2 separate regions of the Mus musculus genome follow, and region 1 is linked to region 2. A link is a contact called in public HiChIP or PLAC-seq data. All regions are on one chromosome and are shown on one strand. Each heading gives the region's core, a stretch centred on a gene start, on an enhancer-like site or on the middle of the called end of the contact. The rest is flanking DNA. Distances are from core to core; before and after follow the strand shown. Region 1 overlaps Lrch1 (leucine-rich repeats and calponin homology (CH) domain containing 1). Region 2 overlaps Rb1 (RB transcriptional corepressor 1).

The links. HiChIP or PLAC-seq counts read pairs in DNA pulled down with a chosen protein or histone mark.
Region 1: an H3K27ac HiChIP or PLAC-seq map of microglia shows a contact between it and region 2, with 7 times the contacts expected there. The contact joins two enhancer-like sites. A contact is called at or near these places in 2 of 39 promoter capture datasets (liver and stem cell-derived epiblast-like cells) and 2 of 115 datasets of contacts at active chromatin or transcription factors (astrocytes and microglia).

The regions. Positions count from the first base shown.
Region 1 is chr14:74,935,664-74,938,363 of GRCm38.p6, forward strand. The region is part of intron 1 of Lrch1 (leucine-rich repeats and calponin homology (CH) domain containing 1); the gene reads right to left. Among named protein-coding and RNA genes, the nearest start is that of Lrch1, 11 kb to the right of the region's middle. Within about 2 kb of position 1,383, at least 85 of the 459 cell types and tissues checked have an H3K27ac peak or open chromatin away from gene starts, as enhancers often do. A contact at or near this core is called in microglia, where this site is marked.
Region 2 is chr14:73,252,304-73,255,003 of GRCm38.p6, forward strand. The region is part of intron 17 of Rb1 (RB transcriptional corepressor 1); the gene reads right to left. Among named protein-coding and RNA genes, the nearest start is that of Lpar6, 16 kb to the left of the region's middle. Within about 2 kb of position 1,343, at least 121 of the 459 cell types and tissues checked have an H3K27ac peak or open chromatin away from gene starts, as enhancers often do. A contact at or near this core is called in microglia, where this site is marked.

The DNA of each region.
Region 1 (2,700 bases), core at 133-2,632, 1.7 Mb after region 2:
GTGTGCACATTTATGCATGTGCTTTTACTTATTCAAGCCCCTACTAGCCCCCTGCTGGTTCCCAACCCTCACTATGGCCCCCTCCCCCTTCTCAAACATGCCCCCTCTATTTTCAAGTCCTCTTTTAAAAAGTCTAGATTCTGGATATGAGGGGAAAACAAGCCAAATTATCTTTTGAGCCTCATTTATTTTGCTTACCACGATCTCCAGTTCCATCCATTTTCCTGCCTGGCAGCTGAGTATGACACCATACTCATGTATATCTGTCACATCTTACTGATGGACATCTGAGCTGATTCATACCTTGGCTATCACAAATAGCACGGCAGTAAACACAGGCATGCAGGTGTCTCTGCTGTACAGGGATGTGAACTCCCTAAATCCATGCTAGTTCCATTTCATGGGTTTTTTTAAGGGATTACTTTAATATTATCTTTATAGAGTCCATGTGTATGTGGCTACGCCTGCATGTACATATGTGTACCACATGCGTGCAAAAGCCTACAGAGGTCAGAAAGGGAGTTGGATACCCTGGAACTGAAATTACAGATGGTAGTGAACCACCATGGGTGTGCTGGGAACCGAACCCAGGTCCTCTGCATGAGCAGTAAGTGCTCGTAACCCCTGAGCCATCCCTCCAGCCTCCTTGGTTTTTGAGGACAATGATTTCCATAATGGACATGCTAATATACATTCCCACCAATACTGTATGAATAATGGTTCCCTTTTCCCCAAAGCTGGACAAGCATTTGCTGTTTGACTTCTTGTTAGCTGACAGGTCTCATTATATAAAGCTTGAACTAGCCTGAAACATGCAACATAGCCCAGGCTAGGCTCAAAAATCCTACTGCAGCCTCCTGCATGCTGAGCTGAAAGGCATGTGTCACCACACCAGAGTTCATTTTTACCAGCTATTTTATCCACTATTTGCTTTGATGGAATTTTTTTGTCCACCTCCTCCAGAATTCCTTGTAAGTCACTTGACTTACAGATGTCATATAAAGCTGGCTGGGGAAAAGACAGCAGACTGACTAACAAGGCACAAGTTTGGGACAACCTCACCATAGATTCAAGATAACAAGTGAAAGTTCAGAGTCTCAAGGCAAGAAAGAGAAGGCAGATAAGCAAGGGAATCTATCGAACTATTCTGGTTTGAGAGATCTGTAAGGCATACACAAACACATATGCATGTACATACACCTCTCTCTCTCTCTCTCTCTCTCTCTCTCTCTCTCTCTCACACACACACACACACACACACACACACACACATATGCACACACACATGCACACACACAATCAGGAAAGTCCCTGTCTAGCCACTCTCATGAGCCAGTCAAGGAGGAAGAAACTTAAACTTGAGGAGAGCACAGCACTTCCCCTTTTTTCTAAGATGGAAACAATCCTAGGCCCCTGGTAGGTCATTGAAAGCACAGCTAATACTCAACTCTGTCTACAGAAGGCTTCTTCCTGTCTATGCATGCCTATGCTAAGGCGTAATTTCCCAATGAAGCACAGTGGGACATAAGAAACAGTAACTACTAGGGGTTAGAGAGATGGCTTGACAGTTAAGAGAACTTGCTACTGTTGCAGAAAATCTGAGTTGAGTTCCCAGACCCCACCTCAGGCTCCCAATCTCTTGTAACAATGTCACCTCTGGCCTCCTTAGGTGCTTGCTCTCACAGTGCACTTACCCATACACAGACACTCACAAATAGACGTCATTAAAAATAGGAATAATTACAAAAAATTAATGATAAAAATACTGTAATAAATGTGGTCTTTTGCGGGGTATATGTGCACATATGCCTGCTTGCACATGTCGTGGCCAGAGGACAACCTGAGGTGCCACCCCCAACATACCCCCTTTACAAGACAGTCTCTTCAGGCAATGTCTGTCTTTACTGCTCTCGCACACACACACACACACACACACACACACACATATCTACATGATATCCTACTGTAGTATATTCATCCTCTTAGTGCCGATATAAGATGACACAATGCCCATACAATAGGACAAATAGGACAAAGAGAGATGGGTGATAAAGGTATGCTGACAGAGACTCACACTACTACATAAGGGATACCTGTACACTAATGTTACACTGCACCAGTTCGCCAGATTACCAAAAAAAAGACTACTAAGTGATTGACTTACGACTTATTTATTTCTGGAATTTTCCATTTAATATTTTTGGACAACAGGTGGCCACAGGTTAACAAAAACCATGGAAGTGGAGTCACTGTGAGGGAAGGCTACTTATACACAAAGGGGAAAAAAAAATAAAGAAATACAAAATGCATGAGGAAATGGCACTAACTAATGCGCCTTGGAGCGACATATGAGTCAATGCTCCGATGCAAAAGAAGAGGTTGACAGGGAGGTGGCTTGCTTCCGACAGGCCAGTGGCTACACGGAATATGAACTGGGCGTGCAGAATTCCATAGAGCAGTGAAGAGTGGGACCATGTGACCGAAGACGTGGAAAAGCAAAACGAAAACAGTCTAAAGAGGCAAGGTAGGCAGTCTATTGATGGCGCAATTTTGAACTGTCACTGTGGTCTGCAGAGATCAAGGGCATTAAGTCAGGACTACGCTAAAGTTCTGTACCAGGTCAGGAATGCTGACACTGTAGGACACACCATACCACATAAACACCAAAAATATGGAAGAGTATCAGTGGAGTACATGACC
Region 2 (2,700 bases), core at 93-2,592:
GCAAAACACTCACACATATAATCTAATACAACTAAAAAAGCAAACACAAAAGCCTGTAGCAATCTTTAGTGAATGAGTCCTCCAGTGCACTAACATAATCATGTCTGCAATGGCATCGTCAGCGTGAGAGCAAAAGTACTAAAGCAGGCTTTGTGAGAGAAGGAGGCACAGACTGTTCCAAGAACCCTCCCACCCCACTAGCACACAAAGCTACTGCAGAAAATTGTCTGCTGTCTTCCCTTGTATAAAATACCTCCTTTTTACTCATGGCTGGCTTTTCATCTTCATCAGGAGTAATTTGCAGAGGGGTTGCTTTGTGCATTAGTTTGTGAATATAGGGTCTCCTTCTGTGACCTAGGCCTGCCTAGAACTCAGAAAACAAACTGCTGCTGCAGCTTTTGAATGCTGGGTTTTAGGTAACTGTTAGGGCCACCTTCATATCCTCGATCGCTGCACATTCCCAAATCTGTTGTAAGCAGTCTCTCATCCATGTGTGCTCACTAGTTTGACTCTTACTGGTCTGTCATCTTCCTTCCTTCCCTCCCTCTTTCCTCCTTCCTTTTTTCCTTTTTTTTTTTGCCATAGCTCAGCACAGCACTGTAATTCACTTCTCTACTAGATCACAAGTTCCTTGGAGGCTTGGGGCTATTTCTCATGTTTTGTTTCTTTCACTTGGGCAACTGCAGTTCTTTCCAAATGGCTGATATGCAGAAAGAAGGAGAAAGGAAGTAAAGAAGAAGAGGAAAATGAGGGCCCGGTATTGTCTTGGGAAAAAAAAAGGGCTTTTCTTAAATAATTTAGAAACTATGAAGTAATTCTTTTTGTCAGAGACACACAACCTAGAATATCCCTGAGCCCTATTTCAGCCAGTATCAACAATGTATTCTGAACAAAATAAAATATTTTTCACTTTGACTGTGAAGTCAAGTCTCCCAAGTTACCCAAGACCATAACAGTGAATTGTGGAAAATAGAGGTGTGATATTAAAGAGAAAATGGATCATGGTAAGATATGTTTTCAGAAAGAATTGATTTTAAGAAAAAAAAATCACATGGTAGAAAAAAATCACATTCCAGTCCCCTGGTTCTTGTGTAACTGTCAACATGGCCTGCGCTGTGTCATTGTCCTAACCCACAGTTTTAAAAGTTACTAAGTCAAGTAATCATTATCTCACAATTCAATTGTTTTCCTGTAAGGCACAATTCTTTGTAAACTGTAACTTAAAAAGAAAAAAAAAAAAAAAAAGCCAGCGTATTGTTTCACAGCCAATAGCACAGGCAGGCACGCAACCTTTGTGCCCAGTGCACCAGAGGTTAATGATTCACCACGGAACCAGACAATACAGGTTCTTTCTTTGGCTCCTTCCTTGGCTTTTACAGAGCCACAGGCTTTTCTCCCTTTTGTGTTCACTTCCTGTCAACACTGACTTTTCAAAAGATACCAAAACATCTCAAAAATCTGTTTGTGAGTTTGCTACCAAATCAGGACTCAAACAGGCTGAGTCACTTACTACCATAGTACTGGTGTATAATACTGTGCTTCATGTAATATCTGGGGAAAGAACTGACAAGAAAAATGTTTAACCTTTATATGTAAGAGTATAGTGATCAAAACTAATGTATAAGAACATAGTAATCAAATTAGCTGCATAAGCAAACTCCCTTGTGTTTGGTGACTGAGTCAGCCACGTCTGTCAGTATTTACAGACACAACTTTCTTGTGGTTTTCTAGATAGTATTAAGAGGAAATAATGAACTACTAGCACTTCGGTGTCTCCACAGAGTCAGCTGTACTCCAGAACAGCCCCCACAGAAACACTGTCCTAAACAGTCCTCAGGGACTTCGACATCATAGTTATATGGATCTCACCAATCATGAAGCCTTTCACTTAGAAACTGACAGCCCTGCTGGAGAACAAGAACCAGATTTTGTGGTTTTAAACAACTACAAAACTGAAATAAATAAATAAATAAATAAATAAATAAATAAATAAATAAATCAAAACAAAACAAAACAAAACAAAACAAAACAAAAAAACAGTTCTCAAATGGTGAGCAGCAGGACAAAGGCCCACGAGAGTCCCATGAGACAGCATGCTGCAGCCCACTGCAGGGAAAGTATCCTAGCCGAAACACCGACAGACAATGATGGGAATGGAAACCCACTGGCTCCCAACAAACACAAGTCAACAGCACTGAGGGGACAGGATTCACACAACAGAGCTGAGCAGGTCTGTGGAGACCCACTTCAGCTGGGGCACAGCAGTCCACACCCATGAGATAACTCCCCAGGACTAAAGACGAAGAAGCCCTGGGGGAGCAGAGGCACTGCTGGAGTCCAAACTGCTTCCTACCTGCCACAGTAGACGAGCTTATGATCCATCTACAGGCAGCAGCAGGTAAAGTACTTACAAGATCACCTCTTGGATAGTGGGGGAAATTAGAAAAAGTTTCTGGAATCAGAAAGAAACAAACAAAAAAAGAAAAAAGAAGAGAAAAAGAAAAAGAAAAAGCTGGAGGGAGGGGAGGGAGTACAAAACAATTAAGCTACTTACAATTTAAATGTGTCCCAAAGCACAACTCAAGAATATTATTAAGAATATGAAAATATCCAGGAACCAGTAAGGCAAAATTCACAATATTTAACGTCTAGTAAAATATCACTGCCAGGCAGTGGTGGTGCACGCCTTTAATCCTAGCA